Regions from separate parts of the Zea mays genome. Here region 1 is linked to region 2. Evidence: chromatin contacts called from public Hi-C data. All regions are on one chromosome and are shown on one strand. The core of a region is the stretch at or near the end of the contact, and the rest is flanking DNA. Distances in the headings are between cores, read along the strand shown. Region 1 holds the start of LOC103641145. Region 2 holds the start of LOC100276756.

Evidence for each region. A called contact is a pair of places that touch in the nucleus more often than the background predicts.
Region 1: a Hi-C map of tassel shows a contact between it and region 2, with 2.9 times the contacts expected there. The contact joins the promoter of LOC103641145 here to the promoter of LOC100276756 in region 2. A contact is called at or near these places in 3 of 25 Hi-C or Micro-C datasets (leaf and tassel).

What each region holds. Positions count from the first base shown.
Region 1 is chr10:64,685,399-64,692,671 of Zm-B73-REFERENCE-NAM-5.0, reverse strand. It overlaps LOC103641145, which reads right to left and starts at 3,278. Exons shown (of 9, transcript NM_001301488.1): 1 at 3,153-3,278; 2 at 2,590-2,815; 3 at 1,939-2,184; 4 at 1,817-1,867; 5 at 1,423-1,683; 6 at 1,273-1,325; 7 at 1,089-1,203; 8 at 667-921; 9 at 1-294. The coding sequence starts at 3,278.
Region 2 is chr10:64,539,728-64,546,724 of Zm-B73-REFERENCE-NAM-5.0, reverse strand. It overlaps LOC100276756, which reads right to left and starts at 3,911. Exons shown (of 2, transcript NM_001312889.2): 1 at 2,645-3,911; 2 at 37-241. The coding sequence starts at 3,902. The coding sequence ends at 2,688.

The DNA.
Region 1 (7,273 bases), core at 2,029-4,528, 150 kb before region 2:
GCCCTAGCCCCAGAATCCACGCCATGGAGACCTTGCTGTGCATCTCAAATTCGTAGCGCTTCACAGTGCAGAAATGCCACACGTGCATGATGACGAAGAAGGTTATTGCGATGACTAGTGGAACCCAGCCACCTTGATCCACTTTATTTATGCACGCCGTGAAGTATGGGAGCTCAACCGTCAAGGAGAGCACGAGGAAGATGACAACAAGTATCCAGTGGCTTTTCCATACCAGCAGCATCACTGGGACCATGAGAAATGTTGTAACTAGCATAACAATCACCACTGCAGTGCCTGCTCAGACAACATTACATGCAAATAAATAAGTATCATGCCGTGTATTGAATGCAGCAGCAAAAAATGTTTTTAAAATTGGCATAGTGGATTCGTCAGCTCTATTCTTTCAGTGGTACCCGTCCATGAGACACTTGTGATGACTGCTCATAGAGGTAGTACATGTGCATAAGGGTGAGCGTAGATGCGCATTTGTAAGCATCTATGTTTGTACTATGACCTGAAAAGAAACTACAGTGTTTACTTAAAAAAACTACAAAGTCCTGCTAGCCACCTTCCATTTAGAAGTAACATGTAAACTGATATGTGTTCCAAGTTAAGTGCGCTGAAAGCGTGATAGACACAAACCAACTTCACCCTAGAAAAACTCACCATATGCATTTCCTATCTGGCTTTGATTCTTGAATCCAGCAGTTACAGCAATGCAAAGAATCATAAGTACCCAATTGATGTCAGGGATGTAAATCTGCCCCAGAAATTTCTTCGAGGTATGCACAACATTGACACGGGGGAAACAGCCCAGTGCAAGGGCTTGCTTAATTATCGAGTAGGTAGCAGATATGGTTGCTTGACTTGCAACTACTGCCGCAAGAGTTGCTATGATGAAGGCTGGCCAGTATATGGCCTCTGCAGTGAGAGTATCTCAGCTTTAGTATAGTGAAGTGTACAAAGCATTAACATACAGTAACAGTAGTGGGATGAGCACTGTGCCAATTTGCACATAGTGGGCTTGATATGGTGGTATAGCTGTTCACATATGAGATGGATAAGATTTGTTTAGATTTCAGAAGAACCTGGAATGGAGCGGTAGAAGGCATCAACTACATGATCCTTGTTGTCAATGATGTAGGCAGCCTGCCCAGTGTACGCCAGTAGAAGGCAGGGGAACACCACTAAGGTGAACGCAAACTGGACATAGACATGATTAATCCATTGAGGTATTATCATAATTCATAATTTTTCTATTTGAACACTCACCTGAATAGCCAATACAGGGAAGTGACATAGATCTGCATACAATGCTTCAGTCCCTGCATAGAAAAAGGCATATAGATAAGGTAACTCTGTTTCATCTTACAATTGATGCAGAAGTTAAAGTTGAATTGCCAAGAGATGTCCAAGAGATACCTGTGATGCTAAGCATGACTCCTCCAAGAGATGTCCAAATCTCAGACTTGCCTCGTCTAAAATACCGGAAGATGTAGACTGGATTGTATGCTTTTAGAACAGAACTGTTGTATTTGCGTATGTTCACTAACCCAACGCTCCCGATTAGAATAAACCAAAGGAGCACCAAAGGTGCAAAGAGCCACCCAACTTTATCTGTCCCATAGTGTTGCATGCAGAATAAGCCAATTAATATAAACACCGCGACGATTACGACCACATCTGCCAGGAATTGAAGATATTAGACTAATCAGATTAGGCAAAGTAAGTTATGCTCCTCACCAGATCAAGGAAATAGTCCACCAGATTCAACAATGAACACAGATATAACCATACAGAAAAGAAAAAAATATACCTGTACTCATGTTCTGATTCTGGACCCTTATTCCACCTGCCGCAGAAAGAACTGCATATAACATACAAAATACAGCTTAGATCGCAGCTGCATTGGATTTATTCAACTACGATTCTGAATACCTGAGATTGCAGGAGTAAGAATCCCATCTCCGATGGCGGTACAGGTACCAATGAGAACAAGAATAAGAAGGCAGTTCTTTTTATATGCATGCCCCTCTAGCCATTTCTTCACTTTTGCTGCAAGTGAATTCTCCTCATAAGTTTGCCGACTATAAGTTGTTAATTCTTCATCTGTCTTATGTTGGTTGGGTATAGTGCTGACCTTTGCATGCCGGCACAGTAGAGAATAAAGAGCAAACGTGCCACCTGTGAATAACCAGAAAAAGAAATGTTGTCAGAAAACTTCTGGAAACAAACTATACCAGCTGAAGGAGAAGTATTTCTTGTCACAAAATAAAATCTAAAATGAACTAAGAGTTTCACCTTCTACAGATTTCATGGTTAGTAAAGTGATGCATAGCAATCACTCTGACATCTCATATTTAAACCGTGGTGATACTCGACACAAATCCTTTGTTTCACTAGAGCACTGTTTTGTCATGAGATTCTGCCAACCAAACCAGATGGTAAAATTGCAAAATCTCTGTGAACTAACGGCTCATACATTTGCAAATGTGTAAATGCGACAAGAGCACTCGTAATTATTGCAAATACCATAGAAATCATAAGAGGCAACAGACTAGGCTAAAATACAAGAATGCTCTATCTCACCTTGACCATTGTCGTTAGCTCGCAAGACGACAAAAACATACTTCATCAGAGGGATGAGGGTGAGTGTGTAAATGATCAAGGATAGAGCTCCAATTACATCCTCGTCTTCGTCAACACCATGTGGAAAGATATTGTAGAAAACATACAATGGTGATGTACCTAAGTCCCCAAACACTACCCCAAGACTTTGAAACGCGAGCCGCAGTAACAAAATTGACGAAAATTTCTGCATGAACAAATTTAAAGATCAAGTTAGTCTTTTTTTGCTAAGGACACAGTTAAAGGTCTAGCAGTACATGAGACATGGAGCACAGCTGTTGTGGCACTTTAAGATGAATAGACAAAACAAGTTGTAAGAATCTGAATATAGTTCCTGCAACAGGAAAAAAACAGCAGTAACAGCACATGTTACATACAGTTTCCGATACCCCTTTATATTGAAATGATCCCCTGAACCATCAATAGAATATTGTACATCGAACTATCGAAGGACCACCATGTTTCTTTCAGATATACAGAGACTAATAATCTAAATGCGATGATAGCAAGGATGAAAACGATACCTTTTCTTTGTACATGTTCTTCAGTTGACTGGCCTCCTCGTCCATGGGCTGATCAAGGTTCTGATCCAGTTCCCACATGCTGCCTCGGTTGGTCGTCTCGCTATCTGACATCGACGCCATAAGCATCTCCTTCAACCTTGAGGTCACAATGACACAATCCCACCTCAAAACCTCACGGCTGAGAGCTCCCCGATGGCCGAAAGCGACCCTTGCATGAACCGAAAATGGAAGCGCTTAAGTTGCCAAACAGAGCACCAGAAACTAAGCCACCAGAATCAGGGACAGGAACAACTCTTCAACCCTCTCACTGCGATTCCATCTCAAATCCGCACATCTGCGGCGGCGGAGGCCGTCAGTAACCTTGGTCTACCCAAACAGCAAATTTTCGAAGCAAAACCAACAGCACAAGCACAGGTAACCGAAATCTGAATGCCACCTCGAATCTTTACAAAGAACTTGCAACCAGAATGGAGCTGTTTCCCTTCGATTTCGGCAAGAACAGAACAGAAGTTTCGGGCCAAGAGTCAGGAATCAAGAACGAGAATACCCAAATCGGAGTCAGGAGCAGAGGATTCGCCACCGCCGAGCCGAAAATCTTGACTCACAGCCAACCTCTCAGAATCTTCACATAGAGAGACGAACCTGGACAGATTCCCAGGACCAAGAAAACCCCAACCTTTCACCTCCTCCAAACCCCGGCAAGATCAAACTTTGGTGCTACAGTAACCGACCGGGGGAGAAGCAGCGATGTGGGCTGCCGTACGATGGTCAAATCCACAGTAATCCAGCAGACAGAAGGTGTACGCTGGGGAAATATGATTTGTGTAGACTGTAGAGATAGAGAGATAGAAGAGAGGGGGGAGAGAGAGAGCAGCCTGCTCTCTGGCTCCGCACGTTCATAAAGGAAGGTGCAGGAAGAGCTGGATGGCCGCTTGGCTGGAGTACGGCGGGAGGTAGGTGAGGAGCCCACCACAAGAACAAATTGGAATTGGCACTTCAACTGAAAACTCCAACACGAGTAGAAATTCATCCGCACGCTGGTTTTGAGTCACCACGAGCAAATTTACAGCAGGTCTGGCGCTCACTGGTCCTGCTGATGCAGCGGGTGAGCTGGCAGGGCAGGCACTGGTCCTCATATTATCCTCCTAAATTAGAGCATCTCAATAATATCTTAAATTGGTGTCTTAAATTAAAATATGAGGCTCAATACATAAAAAACTACTATAACGGTGTCTTATTTTATAAAATTAGATCAAAAAATTATAAAATATACTCTCAAAAGTCTTAAATATACTATATCTGTTGTTCTATAATATATATTTGTTACGCTAAATTTTATAAAATATACTCATTTTAATACATTTTTATAGGTTGGAGATGCTATTAGTCGCCAGTCACCCCACCCGCCCTTTTTTTTGTTTCAGAATTGAGATCTTCGGGATGTACAGTTTTGAGATCGCAAAATAAATGAACGTCTCATTTTCTAGTTAGTTGATTTTTTAAAAAAGTTTTTCCAAGTAATATTTAAAAAATATACCGATATTAATAGTAGCTGAGGTGATACCAAAACTAGGGCGCAAATTTGCTCGCAAAGCTTTCAGCAGCCTGTGGCACAGGAACTGAAATACGTTTGTGCTGGTCGCACCGCCGCACGCCACAAGTGACAAGTCAGTCCTGGTTTGAAAGTGAAAAACCACTGTTTTTCAATATCACAGTCTAATAATTGTTATAGCATAACTATAGTATTTTTACAACAGTCAATCGAACACCTAATTGGTACTATGGTGTTTGTGCCGCCATCAAATTACATTCATAAGTTGTTGATTGATGATCATAAGCCAAATAAGTCGTAACAATTAACATGGACTGAAAAAATAAGTGCGTGAAAGTTCACATGAAAAAAGTGTGTGACAAAGGGATCGCTTCACGTCCAGGGCAAAAACTTGGTCTAGACCATAGTTTTCTATACTCTACCATGGTATTGCCAAAACCAAGCTACTGTTTGGTAATATAGTTTTGAAATATCATATTTTATAATCAGACATGACATAAATATTACAGTTTACTCTATCACAGTAAAACCACAGTTGCTTAAAACTGAGATCTATTTGGTTCCATTAAGAAAATCAAAGTATATGTAGAGAGAATAGAAGAAAACAGAGGTCTCCTGAGTGGAGTTTCCAAAACTCTGAAAATACCACAGTTTTAGATAGACCGTGTTATTTAAAACTATGTTTTGTCTGTACCAACCAAACACTTGTTGGATCTCAATAATACAATATCATAAAATACCATATTATTGCTTTAAAACTGTAAAAACACTAAGGGCTTGTTTGGTAATGCAGTTTTGAAATATTATAGTTTACAATTGCACATGACACAAATACTACAATATTACTTTACCGTAGTAAAACCACAGTATCGCTTAAAATCAAGATGTGTTTGGTTCTATTAGAAAACCAAAGTATTTGCAGAGAGAACAGAAGAAAATTGAGGTCTTGAGTGGAGTTTTCAAAACTCCAAAAAATACCATGGTTTTGAGTAAACCATTATATTTAAAAATGTGTTTACCTATACAAACCAAAGGTTTTCAATACTACGGTATCATTAAATACCATAGTATTGCCTTAAAACTGAAAAATACCAAGCTTCCAAACAGGACCCCAAAGATTTATATACTATGATTTTAGATAGTCTACCAAACACCTTTTAGTCTCTAAAACCATGGTATTCCTAAATACAATAGTCTTGTCTCAAGACTAGAAAAATACAGGCTCTCCAAACCGGGACTAATTTGGTTTGGTAAGTTACGGAAGAAAACCAAACATATAATTTTAATAACCAAACTACTCATTCGTTTAGACATTTTTAAGTACATATTGTTTCTGTTACATATCTAGAAATAATTTATATCTAGATGCATAATCAAAGCTATATATTTAAAAAATACCAAAATGGTCTGTGAAGCAGTAATTAGGCTAGTTTGTCAACCTCATTTTCGTAAGGAGTTTTCATTTTATCAAGAAAAATTAGTTTATTTTTTCGAGAAATGGAGTTGCCAAACTAGGCTTAGTATGCCATTTTGAAACACTCAAACTCAAGAACAAAAAAGCTGTCCAGATCTTGTCGGAGAACAAAACAAAGATAGGCAGGGCAGAAATGTTGCGTCCTCCCGGAAAATGTATGGGTCATTTTTTTGGAAACGTGTCGATAGTTAAAGACTATCTCCAAGAGTTTACTCCTTCATATATATATATTATATATATATATATATATATTATATATATATATATATATATATATATATATATATATATATATATATATATATATATATATATATATATATATATATATATATATATATAGAAACTTCACTACGAACAATGAAGCCTAAAAAATGTTTTGGACGACTATATTAATAAACTGCTAGACACGGTCTAATAATTAGTTAGCTAAAAATGTTTTTATAATTAGCTAGCTAACTATTAACTATTTGCTAAAAAATAGCTAATAGCTGAACTATTAGGTATATTGTTTGAATAACTTGACCTGCATTCTCGGTGTAATAAAATGATAAGCAAGCGAAGCGTGCAAACCAGGCAAAAAAAAAAAAAAAATCCGTTTCAGCTCATATGCGCACTACCAGCAAAAGTGGTTAGTTTGCACTCGACCTTTGCTTATTTGGCACCACTGACAGCTCGTGCCACACACGCAGTTGAGACAACAGGAAAAAAATAAAAGGACGAAACTGCCTCCCTTTGCCTTTTTGGCACCACTGACAGCTCCAAACAAAGCCACCATGGCTCCTTTGAGAATGACATCCAGACAATCTTTTCCGATACGGAGGAATGGACCATCCACCCAATGGGGCAAATAATAAATACTCCCTACGTTTTAAATTATAAAGTGTTTTAATCTTTTTTGAAAAAGTTAAAACATCTCAAGTTACTACTATTATAGAAAAATTACAAAAAAATATCATAAAACAGGCATACTATAAAGTATAATTAATGAATAATGTAATAATACTTATCTTATTTTATAAATATTATTATTTCGTTATACAAATCTGATTAAATTTAAGATGTTCTAAGTCTACAAAATTGAAATATTTAGAA
Region 2 (6,997 bases), core at 2,662-5,161:
GACAACATACACAAAACTGATCAACCCACTGTAATTCCGAACTCAGGCTCACCTATCCAAGTTTTCCTTCCCAGATTTGAGTCACGAAAAAAATCTACAACCAAATTAGATTTCTAAGAATAGTAAGCTAAGGTTTTGCCTACATGGTATTACATGAACAATTCCAACGTCCAGATGAATCGAACCCATGCCCTTTCTGCCGAACAGCCAAGGAATTAACAGGCTTCCTTCACCAAGAGCTCTGCCATTGAATTGTTTGCACATCAGAAAATCAGTGACACAAACATTCGGTTCTGATTCAGTTCACAATCATGTAAAATATGTAATGTAGTCATTTTCCTTGAAAATGAAACACATCTGATTGTGAAGCATGATGAAATGTTAATGAAAACCTTTACAAGGCTCAAGGTAAACACCAAAACAGGTGGATTTTGTCATCACGGTTCTCTTATCAGTATGACGCAAGAGCACAATACATAACATAAACAAATTTGTAACTCCTCGTACCTAGATACTGCTCAAACTGGGTATCTCCATGAAACTAAAAATGAAATAATGTGCCATTTTGACACTCACTTCTCTTACTTATCCAAGCTTGTGTTAGACCTTCGCCACAGGATTTGTAGCCTAATTAACATGAACACTACTAAATTAAGGTGGAGATTAGCAGCAATGATCATCCCCTAAGGCTAAATGGTTTGCCAGCAATGAACTCTTTAACTCCACCCCCACCCCCTGCCCTCTGGCTCAAATCTTGGAAGAGTTATGGACATTGGCCAATTCTCATTCTCTTTACATGGCTAGACATCATCTTCCAACTTTCTCCCCTTTGATTGAAAGGCTCATGTCGTAAGTTCATACTCTGCACAGGGATCCGTACAATGCCTTGTTTAAGCAGGAAAAATGATGTCGCCACCAAAGGTATAATAGATCATCATTAGCTAATAAATAAACTACAGTAGTGTTTCTCTCATGCTAGGGACATAGATTATGTATTTGATCTAAAACAAACATTAACTAATAACAACAGGAGAGTAGACTGCTTAGGGCTTCATCAACATTTTAAATTCGCCCTATTGCCAGCATCGGCATAGTAAATAAATAAACAGTCCCCCATGAAGAATTAGTAATCTGCAGAGTTGATCATCCAAGTATATGAACATAAAGGGATTCATTAATTAAAATTGAGTCATAATTATCCTTCTTTGGAAACTAGTTTCAAGCTATTACAGTCTGCATATGGCTATCTTCTCTACAAAAAAAGACATTTTGATGCCTTATTAGGACCATACTCACTCTTAACCTTTTGGATTTTTTATTATGCGGCCTCTCATTGGAGCTGGGATACTTCAGTCAGTAGATTTAAACAACAGACTTCCCTGACTCCTACATTTGTATAAAGAAAAATTGTGTCAAATAAGTGTGAGAGGAGCTTCATAGAGTTCTTAGGCTCCTAAAAATAATTAGCTTTGACCGATATGGTCCCTTTATTTGTGACATGAGTGGAAATTTACTACTATGACCCTCCTATACTATAATGGACATTTACACCAACGGCACAATTAGTGGTGCTAGACTGCTAGTCCACCTTAATTTTGTACTCCCTTTGTCCTAAATTAACGTCTTGGCTTTTCTACAAACATAGTTTTACTATGTATCTTAGACATAGTGTATATCTAGGTGCATAAATCTATGTACCTAGAAAAAACAAAATGACTTACAGTTTAAAACGGGGAGAGTAGTGTTCATGTTAATTAGGCTAGAGACTCTATGGCCAAAGTCTTTTGTTTCTAACATGCTAAGGCTGGTAGCTTATTCATGCAATGTCAAATCCCTTTTCAACATTGGCCCTGGCCCCTGGGCATAGCCTCCTATAAAAACAATGTAATCTACACACTCCAGTAAAAAACTAGCTCACACAAGGAAAACTTCGCCAAGAATGATTTGAAGCACGAAGTGTATGGCAGAACTAACAATCTAAAAGCAGAGGACGATGTAGCTTAAATTTAGAAACAACGTTACATCAATAGCTCACCCGTACAAATATGCAAACCGGAGAAAGTAGCACAAACAAGTGAATAGTGATAGCAAAGAGCTGATGGTGGTGACTTATTTACTTGCTAACAAAAAATATTGGATCACAAAGTGAGTGTAATCAATATCCACACGACTATAATCTTGATCCAAGGAATAATCATAATCAAAGGATCCAACAAGGGGATATTCTGAAGGGTAAGTTTCTAAACATTTCATTATTCTAAAGAAAATAAGTGCCAAACTGCAAATTATTAGTATAACTTAACTCCTGAGTACTGACATTGTCCCCCTTTCCTGAATTCAACCAGGGAATTAAGAGAAACCACCAAACAAGATATCTACATCCAACAATGTGCAAATTACAAAATAAAAACAAAATTGAGATAGATTAGATTATTGATAACATGGTTAAAACAGCAACCTAATCAAATCCTTCCATACATACTCTACATAATATTCCCAACTGAACATTATTTTCTTTAACTCTGTAAAATATTAAATCAGATTATAGAGCATAACTAATTGTATCGGCTTCAGAAAATATTACTAGAGAAGTGAATTAGCGTGCCCAAGAACAGTAAAATGGAGGAGTGTAGCAAATTCTTACCCACTAAAAGAAGCAGCACACGGATCAGTATGTTTTCATCAAACTAATGGACCATGCCAGAAGTGCCCTCATCAGGAATGACATCCTCTTCCTTCCTCAGCTTCCCACAGAGATTGCATTCAAACACATGGGACAGGTCGCCGTTTGGTGAGGGTGGCAATGGAGCAAGCATACCCCAACAACCCTCATTGTCACATAAGTACCTGACAAAGAAGTAGGCATGTGGGAAATCATCATCACCGCCATTGGTAGCACCATCCCCCTCTTCCTCCTCAATCCCATCATCACCTCTATCTCCAACATCATCCTCACCCTCCTCTTCCATGGTGTCATCCCCATCATCTCCATTGTTATCATCATCATCCTTCCACTGACTCTCCACCTGACAGCGATCACACTCGCACCGGAACCCATAATCCTCCAGCAGCCTGCGCTGCCTATCAGCATACCTCCAATTAGCCGCAAAGTAGCTGATGCAGACCTCCCTCCCCTCGGGTATGTCATGGAGTGCACGCACCACAATGTCAGTGTTCCCTGGCCCAGGCCTGTCGGGGTAATCGAAATGGCACGCATTGGGCAGGCAGTCATGGTTGAACAGCGAAGCACGGGGGTAGACTGCGTAGGCCCGCGCCTTCAGGAGCTCGAGCGACATCCCGTGTCGGTACGGCTCCATGATGGCGAAGCTGTTGCCCCGGTCCTTGGCGAGGAGAGCCGCCGTTAGGTCTGGCGACAATCCCTGGGGAAGCATGTGCGGCGGCGCTAGGGCTGCCACAGCAGCATGGAGCCCCGCGGCGTCCTGCGCGCCCGGGGGCGGGGGCGGCGCCGAGGAGAGAGAGAGCATGGAGCGCATGGTTGACTCCGGGAGGGAGTAGGCGGAGAGAAGGAAGAGGAGCGGCTCTTGGATCGCCTCGGTGGGAGCGGCGGCGGCGAGGCCAGCGCCGCCGCCGTGGGAGAGCGCGGCACAGAGGAGGTGCGGGTGCGAAGCGGCGGCGCAGGCCGGGGAGCAGAAGGCAGCGGCGCGGCAGGAAACGCAGGGAATCGTGGCGGCGGGGGGGAGGGAGCGGAAGCAGGCGGAGCAGTATGAGCGGAGGGAGGAGAGGGTCGACGGGTAGAGGAGGACGGGAGGCTCGGAGAGGAGCACCTCACCCTCGCGGACGTTGCGGGCGGCCACGAGACCGCGACCTCGTCCCGGGAGGTCGGCCACGCGAAGGACATCGCCGGCGGCCGCCATGGTGGGGGTTTGCGGCGCACTCTCCATGGCGGCGGCGGCAGGAGCAGGAGAGGTTTTGCGAACAGGGTGCTTCAGATTGCAAATACGGAGATAATTGGATTTTTGCCACTCATAATGTTGTCTTCTTATTATAATTACCATTGTGTGTATGAATTATGGGTCCAGCTAGGTCTATGAAATGTGAGTCTGATGGCAATTTTACAAACCTGTTTCTTGCTGATGGCAAATATCAGAATCTCTCGCAAATATGGGACGCTCGGGGAAATAATGGCAGGCCAAATATGGACTGACATATGGTACGTTCTGGAGATCGTGGGCTGAGCTTGAGCTTGAGGAATTAGCACTTCGTCAGCCCAGCCCTTCTCTACCCTAAAAAAAGATTCCATCCTAAACAGAAAGTTTTCTACTCTATCCAATATCATTTTACGGTCACAATTACTATATATATAACTACCATATATTATATTATATTTTTTCCGCACTTTCCTATCCTCATATATATATATATATATATATATATATATATATATATATATATATATATATATATATATATATATATATATATATATATATATATATATATATATATATATATATATATATAATACTATACTATACTTAAAGCATCAGTTTCAACGGTAGTCATGCGTCATTTTTTTACAAATAATCCCTCACAGCTATTTTAAATTAATCCGCTGCACGTCTATAGATGTCAAACGACGCTCGACACGGGCTAGATGCACGCGGGCCACAACTATGGCACAGGCACGTCATGCCGGCCTGCTAACTGTGTCGGACCAGACCGTTAGCCCGTCGATCCATTTAATTAAATCAGCGTAACGACGCCCGACACGGGCTAGATGCACGCGGGCCACAACTATGGCACAAACACGTCATGCCGGCCTGCTAACTGTGTCGGGTCAGCCCGTTAGCCCGTCGATCCATTTAATTAAATCAGCGTAACGACGCCCGACACGGGCTAGATACACGCGGACCACAACTATGGCACAGGCACGTCATGCCGACCTGCTAACTGTGTCGGGCCAGCCCGTTAGCCCGTCGATCCATTTAATTAAATCAGCGTAACGACGCCCGACACGGGCTAGATACACGCGGGCCACAACTATGGCATAGTCACGTCATGCCGGCCTGCTAACTGTGTCGGACCAGCCCGTTAGCCCATCGATCCATTTAATTAGATTAGCGTAAAATGTTAAAAAACGGTGCAAGAGGTGAGGTTTGAACCCATGCCCTGATGGAAGAAGAGCGGGAGACATGGGATGAAACTGTCTAACCAGTAGAACATCACGCTAAGATGTTTTTAATGTTGAATATAAATTGTATATATGTATATACGTTTTTTTGTAAAATAAAAAAAATAATCGTGTCGGGCCGGGCCAACACTACGGGCCGAGGCTACAGCCCAAGCACGGCACGACGTTCTTTGCTCTTGCAAGCATTAGGTCGTTTCTGAGACCACATTGGCGCAATGGACTACACAATGTTTGAGGTTGCTGAATTAGATGGAGCAGCAATGATTTGTCACACTAACATCAAAATGAAAGATTATTTGTTGGTTTTAAACGTTAGTAATTGCTACGAAGTAGCGTAATTTATATGTAGCGCATCCAGTTTTTATTGATGCCTGACTTTAGCAATCACTCCATATTTTGATCTATCTTTTTTATAAGTTTGACTTCATGGGACTTATTTTATAAACTTGATCTCACAAATTTTCTCTTATTTGGTCTCTGTATGATGGAATTATGTCCTTTTATAATCTCTGTTCATTCAGTCAATCGTTGTGAACTCTCTTCTAATCGCTCACTTCATTGGCCGTGTTGTACCAAGACATATTTGCATGGAGTAAACAATAACATCAGTTAGCCAAATAAAAAATATATTATACAGAGAGCGGAGACAAACAATAAAAAATCTTGAAATTTTTTTGATGGATAGTGTCGGCGTTTCGACCCCGGGGGGTCCCTGGACCGACGAGTAAATTGTCGCCGCGTGTCCCAGCCCAGATGGGTCGGCGCGAGACGGAGCACAAAGGGGGGAAAAGGAGACAGGCGAAAGGGGAAACCCGCGGCCTTCGTGTTGCCCTGCGCCCAGGTCGGGTGCGCTTGCAGTAGGGGGTTACAAGCGTCCGCGTGGGAGAGAGCGAGAGACTTACGCGTTGGCCCGTTCTCCCGCGCGGCCAACCTTCTCGTACGAGAGCCCTGGACCGTCCTTTTATAGGCGTAAGGAGAGGGCCCAGGTGTACAATGGGGGATGTAGCAGTGTGCTAACGTGTCTAGCAGAGAGGAGCTAGAGCCCTAAGTACATGCCGTCGTGGCAGCCGGAGAGGTTTTGGCACCGTGTTCATGTGATGTCGTGGCCGTCGGAGGAGCGCTGGAGCCTTGCGGAAGGACAGCTGTCGGGGCTGTCGAGTCCTTGCTGACGTCTCCTTGCTTCCGTAAGGGGCTGAGAGCCGCCGTCGTCATGGAGCATGCGGGGCGCCATCATTATTTGTTTACCGGGGCGAGCCAGATGGGACGCCGGTCTTGTTCCCCGTAGCCTGAGCTAGCTAGGGGTAGGGTAATGATGGCCCCCCTGCGATGTGGTTGGTCCGAGCCCTAGGTTGGGCGAGGCGGAGGCTCCTCCGAGGTCGAGGTCAAGTCTGTCTTCCGAGGTCGAGGTCGAGTCCGAGACCTGGGGTCGGGCGAGGCGGAGTTCGTCGTCTTCCGGAGCCGAGGCTGAGTCCGAGCCCTGGGGTCGGGCGAGGCGGAGTTCGTCGTCTTCCGGAGCCGAGGCTGAGTTCGAGCCCTGGGGTCGGGCGAGGCGGAGCTTACTATGGCGCCCGAGGCCGGACTTGGCTGCTGTCAGCCTCACTCTGTCGAGTGGCACAGCAGTCGAAGCGACGCAGGCGGCGCTGTCTTCTTGTCAGGTCGGTCAGTGGAGCGGCGAAGTGACTGCGGTCACTTCGGCTCTGTCGACTGAAGAGCGCGCGTCAGGATGAGGTGTCAGGCCATCCTTGCATTAAATGCTCCTGCGATATGGTCGGTTGGCGTGGCGATCTGGCCAAGGTTGCTTCTTGGCGAAGACTGGGCCTCGGGCGAGCCGGAGGTGTGTCCGTT